2 separate regions of the Bos taurus genome follow, and region 1 is linked to region 2. Evidence: chromatin contacts called from public Hi-C data. All regions are on one chromosome and are shown on one strand. The core of a region is the stretch at or near the end of the contact, and the rest is flanking DNA. Distances in the headings are between cores, read along the strand shown.

What was found. A called contact is a pair of places that touch in the nucleus more often than the background predicts.
Region 1: a Hi-C map of liver shows a contact between it and region 2, with 2.2 times the contacts expected there. A contact is called at or near these places in 2 of 11 Hi-C or Micro-C datasets (liver and skeletal muscle).

Annotation. Positions count from the first base shown.
Region 1 is chr14:12,554,953-12,561,780 of ARS-UCD2.0, forward strand. No RefSeq gene overlaps it. Among named protein-coding and RNA genes, the nearest start is that of TRNAG-CCC, 38 kb to the left of the region's middle.
Region 2 is chr14:12,488,454-12,496,093 of ARS-UCD2.0, forward strand. No RefSeq gene overlaps it. Among named protein-coding and RNA genes, the nearest start is that of TRNAG-CCC, 28 kb to the right of the region's middle.

The sequences.
Region 1 (6,828 bases), core at 204-2,703, 67 kb after region 2:
TGCACACAAATTAACTGAAAACAGTTCCGGGGATGAAAAGTCCAAAAGGGGTCTCACGAGGTTGTCTAAAGGGTTGTCAGCGGGGCAACATTCCTTTCTGGAGGCTCCAAGAAGGATTCCCCGCCTGACAGCTCGTCCAGCATCTTCAAAGCAGTGATGTAACTTCTCACATCGCATCACTCTGACCTCCTCTTCTGCCTCCCTCTTCCATTTCTAAGGACCCTTGTGATGATACGGGACCCACGGGAAAATCCCAGATAATCTCCCTTTGTTAAGGTCATCCTTCCTTCCACCTGCAATCTTAATACCCCATTGGCCACATGGAATATTCATGGGTTCCAGGGACTAGGGTATGAACATATTGGGGGAGTAGAGGTCATTACTGAAATCTCCTGCCAACTACATCCATATCTATGCCAGGCCTCGAGCTGCTGTGTGTCTGCAAGGCCTCCAGAAGAGCTGCTCAGAAAGAAGCCCCTCAGTTTGCTGCCTACCACCCCCTCCATGAAAAAGCCTGGCCAGCCCTGATCCCAGCATCTCCCAGATGGCTTCAACCACCTCCCCATCCCGAGGGTTTCCCTCCAACAAGTGGTGCAGGGACCCTCCTCTGCCCACTTCACGACGAGGAAAGAGTAACAAGACACCCACCCAGGGTCACTCGGCTTCAAGTAGAAGGCCTGGGGTTGGAACATGGGGTTCCAGCCTGCCCGCTCTCTGCCACCCCGCACCAACCCCAAGGACTCAAACTGGTGCCAGCCTTGCGAGTTCAGCCTCCTGGCGGGGTCCCTCCCAGCACCGGGGCAGCCTCATTGGGTGCTCTGATGGCCCGGGGACCTGCAATGTGAGTTCTCACTGACTCCGCTGACAATTCCCCAAGGTGAGCAATTTTCTGCCAAAGTCAATGTGTGTCCGTTATGGAGGTGGGTGGGCAGAGCACGTGTAAAGGCAGCATCCACCAGGTGCTTGCGAAGTGCCAGGAAGGCGCACCCGGTCGCTGCATCTGCCCACAAGCCTGGTTAGTTCCATTCTCCTGAGGGGAGGCTGGGGCTGCCAGAGGTGGGTACCACGCCCACAGCGGGTTGGCAGCACCAGGATTCCAGTTGGGCAGGTGCTCTCTGCGCTCCATCAGGCCTCCTCCAGCTCTGACCACCAGGAAACCCAGCATTCCAGCCCTCGAGGAAGTTACCAGACCACCCCGAAGATTTCTTCTCCCTCCTTCTGCCCCTCCCCCAGTGCCAATCCACACCCCACCCCAGGCTCCTCCCGCCAGCAGGACAGGTCCTGAGGTGGTGGAACCGGAGTTCTCAGCTGGTTTCAAGCCTCGGCTTGTGACAGAGAAGCTTCTTTCACCTTCCACGGCAGGCCCGCAGGAGCCTCGCCAAGTGCAGGGCTTGAGTGCAGTCAAGCAGAGGGCACGGCTGGCTGTCACTGGGCACTCTCCGGGAGGCCAGTCCCAACCTTTCCCCTGGATCTCGCTCTGGCCTCACTGAGCCAAAGTAACCCGGAGTGACTGATACCAGTGGGGCACAGGGACAAAGCCCTGCCATGCCAGCAGACCTTTGCTCCGCTCACCCAGACACCAAAGCCAAGCTCTGGCTGGCTGCCGAGGCAAAGGGTTCCGGGGGACCCAGCTTAAAGGTGGGCTCACATGCCCGGTCAACTTCTGGGTCAGCCGCATCCACGCAAGGCACTTTACTACTCTGGGCATCCACTCCAAGCCCCGCAGGAGGGGCTGAGGGAACACATACGATGCAGTAAGAGACAAGGTCCGTGCCTGGAGTCTACAGAAGCAGACGTTCAGCAAATGCTCCTACAAACCAATGTAGTGAAGGAGTTGCCAGCCCAACTTCCCCACCCCCAGCAGTTAATCTGGGGGTACCAGGTGGAGGTCTCTAAAGAGCTGACATTTACAATGACACCTGAAAGTTGGCAGGATTTTTTATTTTGCTTATGAGGAAAGGAAGGAAGAAAAAAGGGAGAAGCTCCCGGCAAATACCACTTAGGGAGGAATATTTAAAATTGACAAGAGCTCAGGTTAAGAAGACAGGCGCCCCTGCATTCATTTGTAAAGCATGATTTCGCTCCCACAATCAGATGCAGATTCCATACCCCCAGAAATGGAGGAGGTGTCATTTCCTGGAACCTCATGCCTAACAAAGAGTCCAGTGGGACTCCCCTAGGTCCCCCATCTGTAAAATCCACAAGTTGGTCCAGACAGACCCTACCTATTCATGGGCCGGGGGGTGGGGAAAATCTCCTAAACATGGCAAAGGAAATGACCGGTTGAGAACACACAAGTAGGCAAGACACATGAAAAGCTGGTCAATTACAGCAGTCGTCAAAGAAAAGCAACAGGAACACGGCTTTGTTTTGGGTGTTTGCGGATCACAGAGCTCCATGCCCGCTAAGGAGTTTGCTGCCTGAATTAAGATGCTCACACATCAGGAGTTGCCCCAGTAACCGCTAGCACCAGGTGCGGAGGGGTGACTGGTGAACTGTATACCTGGAGAGTTAGGACAGATGCTATCCAGATCTTCTGGGGGGCTCTGCCAGGAAAACCACCAGGGATATGGGGAAAGGTCTACGCGTTATAGCAGACAAAGCAGAAGAAGATCTGAATGCCCGGATGTGCTAACCTGGCTGAGCTGACCAGGACGGCAATCCTGGCAGCACGAGCTCTGTGCCATGCGAGGTGGGGCACCCGGACGGACCTTCCTCACCTCTCTCTCACATCAGCCCCATGGGGAGAGGGGCTATGATTCTCCTCGTTTTCACAGCAGAAGAAAAAGTGTGTGATGAAACATGGGAAAGGTGCTTAAAACAAGCTTTTAAAACTGAATGACACTGGCAAATGGTCAGGCTGTAATGCTAAGTGAGCAGAGTAGAGATACAAACCTATCGTAAGCAGGACAAGAGGGCCGGAAGGGAAGTGTAGCTATTCCAGAGGGTTAGGATTATAAAACGTCTATATTGTCCATTTCTACAAGTAAGCAAGCTTCAGTTCAGTTCAGTCGCTCAGTCATGTCCAACTCTTTGAGATCCCATGGACTGCAGCACACCAGGCTTCCCTGCCTGTTACCAACTCCAGGAGCTTGCTCAAACTCATGTCCATCGAGTCAGTGATGCCATCCAAACATCTCATCCTCTGTCGGCCCCTTCTCCTCCTGCCCTCAATCTTTCCCAGCATCAGTGTCTTTTCCAATAAGTCAGTTCGTCGCATCAGGTGGCCAAACTATTGGCCACTAAGCAAGTTTGGTGGGGGCAATAAAAAAAGAAAAAAGATTTGCTTGCCTGTGCATGCCCCCACCCCATCCCTGATTCTGTGAGTGGGGCTTAAGTGAGGGTGGGCTTGAAAGGGGAGATTCAGGGCTATTCCACCAGGACATGGCCCACCTCAGCCCACTAGGGCATGTACTTCTCACAGCAGCTGCTAACTCACCAGTCCAGCAACTAGACAAGGGCATGTATGCGAAAGGAGCTCACTTCTGGAAAGGACCACAAGGAGGTTCTTAGCAAAGGAAGTAACTAATGGCTACCAAGACCATACTGTGTATTGGGCAACAAAGATCGAACCAACATTTACAGGTGGGCCTCTGGACCGAGTCCATCCATGCCTTCAAGCAAGGTCATGTCTGACTCTTGCGACCTTATGGACTGTAGCTGGCCAGGCTCCTTTATCCATGGGATTTCCCAGGCAAGAATACTGGAGTGGGTTGCTATTTCCATCTCCAGGGAAACTTCCCAACCCAGGGATCAAATCTGGGTCGCCTGCACTGCAGCAGATTCTTTACCATCTGAGCCACCAAGGAGGGTTGGAAGGAAAAAAGTGATGGAAGGTCAGAAGGAAGCACAGAAGAAAAGAGAGAGGGAAGTGAAACCATCAGAAAGAGATGAAGACGTTGCCAAGACGCCAGCAGACAGAGGCAGCAAGGACACAGATCTCCAGGGGCATCCCAGAGTTCATGTCCTGCCTGTGATTGTCACCAGCCGTCGACATGTTTCAATGGGAAGGGCGCTCTGCAAGAAACTCGCCTGCTCTTGGGAAGGTCACATAGCAGGAGAGAGAGGCACCATCACACAGCCAAGCGATGAACTCGGCAGGATAGTAAGAACTCACGCGCTAGTACAGGGAGGTTATCAACTCCTCTTCTTTCTAAGACCACACAGCAGGCGACCAACCCAGTGAGCCTTCCCAGGTACGCCCTTTCCCACTCCTAAGCCTTCAGAAATCTGTTCCCTAAACACCCGCAGCAGGGATGCCCAGCCCTCCCTGTGTCTCCCAAAGGTGCCTTTGTGGAGCAGCCGGTTCCCGGTCGGATACCGCACCCCAGTGCCTACAGCTGGAAATCCACTGTGCCAGGAGGAGCCTGCGTCCTGCAGCACAACATCCACTGCCAAACCCTAAGCCTCCTCTCTCCATCCAGCAGCCCTGCCCAGATCCCCACACACCGATCCCCGCAGCCCCCGGGGCCCCGCTAGTTCCCGTCACCGCTGGCAGCTGCCAGCCAGTCACGGGGCCCCACGTGAAAGGAGGTGCTCCCGGGTTTTATGTCACTGATCGGCTGGCAGGGCGGCTTCAGTCCCAGGACTCACCACACCCAGATAATACAAGCTTAAGGAGAGGGAGATGACACATTGAAGGAGGGGAGAGAAAGTCCCTCAGGCACCTGTGAGTCAGATGCGTTACTTGCAGGGATGAAGAAGTGATGGCTGAGGGCCTCCCACGTACCAGATGCTTCATCCCGGAGAGGCTCATCCTAACCACCTTGACCTAGGTGCTATCACATCCACTGCACAGATAAGGAAACTGAGGCTAAGGCAGGTTCAATAAATACCAGACCCAAAGGGACTTCCCTGGTGGTCCAGTGGCTAAGACTAAGCTCCCAATACAAGGGGCGATCAAGGTTCAACCTTTGGGCAGGGAACTTGGTCATCCCACATGGAACTAAAGATCTGCAACCAAGCACTGCAACTAAGACCTCGCACAGCCAAATGAATAAGTATTAAAAAAGAAAAAAAAAAGGCCCAAGATCAACCTCAGATGACACTCCAGCCTGGATCTGACTTTGCACCAGTGCCTCCAAGTTCAGCATCACGTGTCTAACTCCATCCGGAGAGAAAGCACAAAGATACCGAACAAGACCCAGTGAGGAATCAGAACCGTCCACAGGTGAGCTATGGACATTTCTGTCCCAGCCTCGGGGCTTCGTATGTACCACGGTCCATGCTAGATTGGCCACTTAGTTACTTAGGAGAAGAACTAGTCCAGGGTAGTGGGAAGAAAGCAAGCTCAAGAGACAGAGATGCTCAGATCTTGGCTCTGAGTCTTACTGTCCGTGACCAACCTGTTCAAACTACAAGTCACCTCAGTAAATAACCTATATCACCATGTGTGCACGGCTTGGCCATCCAGGAAATGTTTCTTATTTCTCCTTCCACTTCCTAATAAGGTAAGAGCCCACACTTAGTTGTTCTGTATTTGCTAAGAAGGCAAGAATACAGTTAAGTGGTTGGACAGCCAAGCCATCACCTGAAACTGTGCAAAATAAGACACTCAACTGCCAACAAGCATGATAACACTGGGAGGAAATAAATACTCAGTTTTCCTCTCATTTAAAAGTGCCATTAAAAACGAGTCTTCAGGTGCAGCAAGAGGAGAAAGAGGTAGGAGTGGGTTGGGGAAAGGCGTGGCAGCCCAAGTTCACAGACGTACTCTACATCAGATTTCACTCAAATTCATACATTGGCCACCTCGTACGGGCCAGCCACAGTTCTAGAAGCTCATTATCACTACCATTCCCTTACAGAAGATGGCCCTGGGGTACTTCCCTGGTAGTCTTGTGGCTAACCAATGCAGGGGACTTCAGTTTGAACCCTGATCAAGGAACTAGATCTCACATGTCACAACAATAGATTTCACAAATCACAAGGAAGATAGAAGATCCATGTGCTGCAACTAAGACCCAGCCCAGCCAAAAAAAGAAATGTTTAAAAAAAAAAAAAGACCGCCCTGACACTTTGAATCAAGACCAGAAGCCCCACGTCAACATCTGGCCTTTCTTCCAGCAGCATCTACTTCAACACGGCTCCCCATCTCACTCACACCTGCTGCAGGCGAGGACCTCAGCTTCACAGAGACCTGACAGCCACCTTGCTGGCCTGAGTCTCCTGGCGTTTTACCCTCTGAGGATAACATCTGAATTCAGAATCCCCAGGCCTGAACAGGCAGCTCCAGCAGGGGTGACCCTGGGAACACAGGACCCCACCCATCCACCCCAAGTAAAGCCAGAAATCCCAGTTTTTATATGAAATAGATGGACTGTTGTAGTGAGAGATTTCAAACACAGACTCGACAACACCCTCTCTGTGTAGCCGGTCAGCCCTGAGCATCCTTGCTGGCTGAGACCACCAAGGACAGGAAGACAGGGAGGTCCTACCTGCATCTCAGGGGCTGTCCCGAAGAGGGTTCCCTCACCTGGGAGCTTGTTACAAATGCAGATTCCAATCCCCTCACCCTCTTGCAGATGCCCCACTTTCCTTCCCGCCCCGCCCCGCCCCCAGGGTAAAAGGGCGGGGGATGCTTTAGACCCCCTCATCTAGCCCAGCTTCCTCTGTGCAAAAGATAACTGAGAACAGCAGAAAGAAAACAACCCTCCCAAAGCCTCCTGACAAACAGGGGATACATCTAGTACCTGAACCCCAGGGGGCTTCCCCAGCCTCAACACAGAATTCCCCTCAGAGTCAAGGAGCTACCCCCATCTCCTTGTACTGGGTCGCGCCCCCTCCCCACCTCCCAGACAGACCCCTGGGGATTCTCACAGTCAAGGA
Region 2 (7,640 bases), core at 83-2,582:
GCCCGCCAGGCTCCTCTGTCCATGGGATTCTCCAGGCAAGAATACTGGAGTGGGTTGCCATTTCCTCCTCCAGATCTTCCTGACCCAGGGATTGATTCTGTGTCTCTCGCGTCTGCTGCATTGGCAGGTGGGTTCTTTACCCCTGCACCAACCAGGGACGCCTGTGCGGGGAACCCCTTGCTTTGGGATGACTGAGCAGCACCATGGGGTGGAAAAAGCAGGACTCTCTCTGCAGAAGCCGCGGGGCCCCCTTTGGTAGACGGGGGCTTGAATCCCCACGTGACTGCTGAATGGGATGAGATCACATCTATGAAACGCTTCATAAACTGGAAAAGTGCTGAGCAGGCGAGGGCTATGTCAGCCATCCTCCCACCCCACCTCCCCGCGGGAGGATGCTCCTCTTGGTCACCAGAGAAGTGAGATGGGAGGGAGAGAGTATGGGCTCCAAGGAATCCACGGACCAGACCTGGTCCCACAGCTGCAGCCCGAAGCTGGGCTGGATGCAAAAAGGACAGGAAGCGGGGGGCCCAGGCCCCTTTGAATGGAAGGTCAGTCCTCCCCTGGTCAATCTGTAGTAGTCTCTCCCCTCAGAGGCTCCCTGCCACATCCTCAACCTCTGGCCTGCTCTTCTCCCAAGAGTTCCTTGAGCAAATCCTGCTGAGTATGCTGGGCAACCACACAGCCCTCTCCCTGATGCCCATCTGGGAAAGTGGGAAACTCCGCCCAGCCCTGGGTCTATCCCCTGGAGGCAGCATGGAGCAGTAGGGAGAGTCCAAGCTCTGGAGTCAGGGTACCAGCCAGGCCTGCTCACTTGGGAAACTCTGTCTGCATCTCATTACAGCACAGCCCTGTAGCTGAGCGATCAACAGGCAGACTGCACATACGAGCCAGGGGACCCAGACACCCCCGGGTCTCAGTGTCTCTGTCTGTGAAATGGGCATAATATTAATAGCAACAGCATGCCTTTGCAGGGTTCCTGGGAGTTAAGCCAGGTATCTGGCATACAGTAGCACCTAATAAAGGTGTGACACTTTCTATTGTTAGTATTCACCTGGCTGAGCAGGTATTCCCATCAGTGAAAAGGAGATTAAAAGCACACCTGCCATGGGAGATTATTAAGAGGATTAAATGAGCAGATGCTCATAAAGGGCTTAGCAGTCTCTGACACTTAATAAGTGTTCAACAAATGAGAGCTCTGATGATTCAAGTAGGAGGAGAGGTCCACGTCCCACGGACGAAGTTTTTCCAGGAACCCGGGCTGTGGGAGGAGGGGCTGTACTCAGCCTGAACAGGGAGAGTCTCTCCAGCCAGTGACTAAGGCTCGGGGGCAGGATCCAGCTGCTCGGCAGGCGGGGCGGAGTTGGGCCGATGCCTCGGCTGGCCCACGTTCAGGGTGATGCGTTTTTACCGTAAGGCCCGGGGAACTCCAGAGCCAGCGCCGGCCTCCGGGTCCCTGGGGCCTGACACTCAGCGGCCAGCAATGAGCGATGCTTCGTAAAAGAGGCTGAAACTCCACAGCCCTCAACACTGCAAATGGTGAGAAAGATGAGGATGGAGCTGGCGAGGAGAGGACAGACTCGCGGGTGTCTGTCCATTCAGACTGGCATTCAATAAATGCCACCCTCTGTTTGTTTAACCATCTGAGGTGCTACGATAGCACGGCAGGTCTGGGTGCCAGGCTGAGGTCTGGGACGGGAGCCAAAGTCAATTAAGACCAGTGATGGGGGCGGGGGAGGGCAGAATAAATAGGGAGAGGAGGTTGATGGGGGGTAACAGTGAGGGAGGAACTGGGACCCAAAAAGGGAGGGGAGAAAAGAGAGAAAGATACACACACACACACACACACACACACACGGCTCCAGCCCTCTCTGCACCTAAACAGTAGAGAAAACTGCTTAGCAGCGGGTCCAAAACAGAAGCTTGCTGGCAACAAAACTGAACTGGGAAGGGAGCCGTTCCAGATAAGCAATGAATGAGCCCCGCCCATCTTCCTGGGGGTCAGGGGGTGGGGTGGGCAGGTGGGCTAGAAGGATGCAGGCTGCCTTTGGAGCCCTTCCCCACAGGGTCAGTGCACAAGGACAGGCAGTCCGCCTCCTGGTCGTCCAGGAAACAACCAGAAACTGTGGCTCACGGATGAGACTGGCACAATGGCAAAAACCTCACACAGCAAAGGTGGGTGACAAAGTAGGGAAAACAGGGCTCTGGGGCACGGCGGGCGGGAATGTAAATTGGAGGGGCTGTTCTCGAAAGCAATTTGGTACCATCTGGAACACAGGGAATGCCCCAGAGGCAGCAGTGTCAGCTCTGGGTACAAACCCTAGGTGCGCTCACATGTGCCCCAGGGAACTCAAGGAGGGTCCCCGGCACACACAGTGTGGGGGGGAAGAAAAGGTGTCACGCACAGCATCCCACAGCAGGAGGACAGCCAGTGCTTGAGGAGCACTCCTCAACTAGTCAGCCTTCATCCTCTTCACCCCCGACCCCCTACCCGCTCACTGGCCCACTCCAGGTTCATTTTTATCAGCCCACTGCCCTGCCCTCCAGGGGAAAGCAGAATTCACATGTGAAAACAGAGCGCCAGACTCCCCGGAAAGCTTTTCAGTGTCCTTTCCCCAGGAGACGTTCCCATTACAATGGGGCTTGGACCTCAGCCACGAGCCCAGAGAGGGGAAAAAGCCGATTTCATTCCACTTAACCCAATTTGCAGGGCCCAGAAGACAGCTAATGAGCCCGTGCCCTGAAGTCACTGATACCCTTTTCCAAATCAAGTTACCAAATTGGTCTTAAAATTGCTTCAAAGGGGCCGGGCTGACTGCTCCCAAACAGGCACCCTGCCGGCCATATGGCCACAATTCCCGTGGCTGGCATCTTCCTCCTGGGCACTGGCAGTGCAGCAGACAAGTTGGCTGCCTTTGTCTCCATTTGGGGGACATCCTTCCTCCAGAAGCCTGATCCACCAGAATGGAACTCGCTCGGGTCCCCATAAAAACCACAGGACAGCTGTGGCAGAGACACCCATCAAGGAGGATGCATACGTTTCTCCGCCTCCCCCAGGAACTCAAGGTTCCCCCCTCAACACTGGCATTTGGATGTGCTTGAACCAGGAATGACAGGCATAGGTGAGAACCAGGCCTTCTGTGTGGCTCCAGGTCACTGGGACTCGGTATGACCTCAGAGCAGCCCTGGACACTCTCAGGGACCCGGTTCCACCTGCAGAATTGGGGAGCACACCCCCATGGGGGCTGTGATGGGCTGAGAAGGTGGTGTCACCAGCTTCGGGGCACAGAGCCGGAGTTCAGGCACGTTCCCTCCACTGGCCGGGGGGTCACACGTGGAAGAGGAAGCATTAACGAGAGGCAGCTACAGGAGAGTGAAAAAGAACCGCATCTGAATCCTCTCCTTGGTCACAGGCAGATAATCTGGGTGGAGACGCTGGATTGACCCCTCTAGGCAAGTGGCACAAATTCTCAGAGATCCACTGAATCTGTAACAGGCGAGACCTCGCGACCAGTATGAACTGTCAGGTGCCAGGGTCCACCCTCAATACGTCCATGAGCCACACACAGGGCATTACAGAACTGGGGATACATATCCACACTCCCAGGCAACCAAAAGTTTGTGGGGATGGGTGCCTGGGACTCAGGCGGCCCGTGCAAAGACAGTCACAGTGTTACTGATCCCTGAACGTGGGCCCATAACAGTGGCAGCTCCAGGCCCGGTTCAGAAAGCCAAAGGCCCAGAAGAAGGGAAGGGGTTCAGTCCCTAGAAGAACAAGAGGATGAACCTCCCACAGGAGCAGGGTCCTGGCCCATGTCCACACTCCAGAGCCAAGCCAGTGCTGGACAAGGGGCCAGGCAAGAAAAAGATGATTCTTCCAGGTCAGCAAAGGCGGGTGCAGGGCTGTGAGCTGTGCATGGGGTGGGGAAGAAGGATGGCAAAGAGGAAACAGGCACTCCCCAGATGAGCTGTCCCTAATTTGTGAAAGACATGATAATGGAGATGTGTCAGGATGCTCACATCGACATTACCGTACCAAAATAACAACAACTCACTTGAGAAAGGAATGCATGACCATAGGAAACCAGAGCAGCGGCAAACTGGTTAAATAAAGCATGACATTTCCACCACTAGAATAATGACAGATATAATTAGATTGACTTCTTGTAGCGAGCAGTTGAATTGAAGCAATTTCATAGCATTTAACCTAATACTTTAAGCACTTTTCATGTATCAATTAACTTAATTCTCACAGCAAGTTTTATGAAGTATGGTGGGCAGAATAATAGCCCCTGCCTTCTAAAACCAGAGAGGTACACATTGTCAGGGCTGAGGACAGTGACTGCAGCCATGAAACTAAAAGACACTTGCTCCTTGGAAGAAAAGCTATGACAATGGCCTACCGTGGTTTGAAGGTTCACAGTCATCTGGACGTTAAGCCTCTGTTGGAAGAGTCTCACTGCCAGGGCTCCACTATTCCTGCCTCCTGGAATGGCGTAAACAATGATTCACACCACGGTAGGCTATTGACTGGAATTAAAAAGCAGAGGCATCACTTTGCTGACAAAGATCCATACAGTCAAAGCTATGGTTTTCCCAGTAGTCATAGCACAGATGTGAGAGTTGGACCATAAAGAAGGCTGAGTGCCGAAGAATTGATGCTTTCAAATTGTGCTGCTGGAGAAGACTCTCGAGAGTCCCTTGGACAGCAAGGAGATCAAACCTGTCAATCCAAAAGGAAATCAACCCTGAATACTCATTGGAAGGACTGATGCTGAAGCTGAAGCTCCAGTACTTTGGCCACCTGATGTGAAGAGCTGACTCACTGGAAAAGACCCTGATGCTGGCAAAGACTGAAGGCAAAAGGAGAAGGGAGCAGCAGCAGATGAGATGGTTAGATAGCATCACTGATTCAACAGACATGAATCTGATCAAACTTCAGGAGATAGTGAAGGACGGGGAATCCTAGAACAGGGAAGCCTGGAGTGCTGCAGTCCATGAGGTCCCAAAGAGTCAGACATGACTTATCAACTGAACAATAACAAAATACGGATGTTCAGTTCAGTTCAGTTCACTCAGTCATGTCCAACTCTTTGCGACCCCATAAATCGCAGCACACCAGGCCTCCCTGTCCATCACCAACTCCTGGAGTTCACTCAGACTCAGGTCCATCGAGTCAGTGATGCCATCCGCCATCTCATCTTCTGTCGTCCCCTTCTCCTCCTGCCCCCAATCCCTCCCAGCATCAGAGTCTTTTCCAGTGAGTCAACTCTTTGCATGGGGTGGCCAAAGTACTGGAGTTTCAGCTTTAGCATCATTCCTTCCAAAGAAATCCCAGGGCTAAATATGGATATTACCTCTATGATAAAGGGAACTTTACAGATGTGATTCAGGTTAAGTGCCTTGTGCCTTGAGGTAGGGATTATTCCAGATTATTAGGAGGACAGGGAGCTAATCTAATCATCAAAGATCAAAGAAACTTTCCCTGCTGGGATCAGAGAGATGAGAAAGAAGAAGAAGAATAGACTGGAAGCGGGAAAGCGACTGGACCCACCACTGCCAGATCTCACCACGGGGAAGGAGGTCACCAGCAAAGGGGCGTGGGCAGCTTCTAAAAACAGTGCTTTTTAGATGCGCTAGTGCAGCTGACAGCCAGCAAGAATACAGGGCATCTCAGTCCTACAACCACAAGGACTGAATTCTGCCACAGTCAGCAAGAGTAAGGAAATGCATCCTCCTCTACAGCCTCCAGAAAGGAGCACAACCTGCACACACCTTAATCTCAGCCCAGTGAGACCTGCATCAGACTTCTGAGCTATACTGAATGCATGACAATAAATCTGTGTTGCATTTGTTACGGCAGCCATAGAAAACTAATAAAATGCATTCACAGCCATGAATGCAGATGAGCAGATGAATCACGGTGCCTCAGGCCACACAGACAGCAAGTGGAGAGCCAGGACCCGAGGGTGGCAGACAGGCTCCAGAGACCTCTGGCCTCCTCGACCCTACTCTACAGTCTCATGGGAGAATGATTCCAAATCAAGTTCCCAGAGAGCAATGCATTTTGGACTTACTCTTATCTAAATTTTTTTTTAATATACATAGTTATTATTTTAAAAGACTGAAATTGAGAAAAAGAATACTGATACAAAGCAGCACAATTGCAACTTGCCTCAGGAAAATGAAGGGGGAGATTCTGTCTTGCCTCTGCCTGGAAGATGGTAATAAAACGTGCCCAGGGAGACCAGGCCCAGTGTCCTTCAGAAAATCACCCACCGTGCAGTCAAGTTAAAATAACAGAGAAGTGTTCACAGCAGTGGATAAAAAGCAGCTTTCCAAGAGGACACCTCTTGTTCCAGCAGCTGGACCTGCCTCCTGGGCCATGTCCCCCTGCCCCTGCATGCGTGCTCAGTCACTCAGTGCGTCTGACTCTTTGCAACCTCATGGACTATAGCCCGCCAGGCTCCTCTGTCCATAGAAATTTCCAGGCAAGAATAATGGAGTGGGTTGCCACTTCCTCCTCCAGGGGATCTTTCTGGACCAGGGATTGAACTTGCATCTCCTGTATCTCCTGCATTGGCAGACAGATTCTTTACCACTGAACCACCTGGGAAGCCTCCCCACCACCCTTAGACCTCCACAAAGTGCAGGGTTCAGGCCTGGCACAGCTGGGACAGTCCTGGACCCTGGCGCTGTGCATCCTGATTGCAAAGACCTGAATATTTTGAACATCACCCCCAGAGAGACTGAGAGAAAGGTAAAAAACACTGGTTCTTGCACAGAGGTGGCCTCCTTCCTGAAAGGAAGGAAAAGCTTCCGGTCTTCAGGGCCTCAGAGGGTCTGAAAAGTATAAGGAAAACCCACAGACCCTTTGATTTGGCCCTGAGCCTGACTTTGTCATCGCCTATAAGCATGTGGCCTTGGGGATGCCGTTTCACTTCTCCAAATCTCAGTGTCCCCCGTGGCAAAATGCAGACCCCAAGGAGGCTGCCTACTGTGCAGTTCAAAGTGGAGATCCTATGGATTCAATCCCTACATGACAAGAACCACCGTGATGGATGGTATGTGCCAAGGACACACGGGCACCTCAGGACATGGCTTTGGGAAGTGGGGTAATTGCAAAAACAAAAGCAAACCAAAGGCAAGCTTCACAAAGCAGCACACCCAGAGACTCAGGGCTTTAGAAGACACCCCCCTCCCCTTACTTGGCTCAGCTGCAAGCATCCTTGTCTACCTGTGTCCCTTCTTCCATCTCCTGTCCATGAACTATGGTTCATCTCCATTCCCAACTCAGAATTCAGAGTTACAGAGCTGGAGGGCAGGGCTCCAGCCCAGCCTCTGCAGTGGGGGACTCCTAACACATGTTGGTTAAAGAGAAGGAAGGTGGGAGGGCACCTGGAACACATCCAGCTCTTTCCTTTTCAATAACCACAAAGCTCTGGCACAGACAAAGATGAAACAAGAAGACCCCCTGATCCCTAGATCCCAATCTAACCTCACCAGGAGAGGAATCACACACCAGAAAAGAGAAGGAAGGGGCTTCTAAGATATCACGCAGCCCCAGATCACTCAATCCCACCTGGCCTCAGTTTGCTCATCTATCAAATGGGCACGATGTCTGCCCTGTGCACCTCACCAGC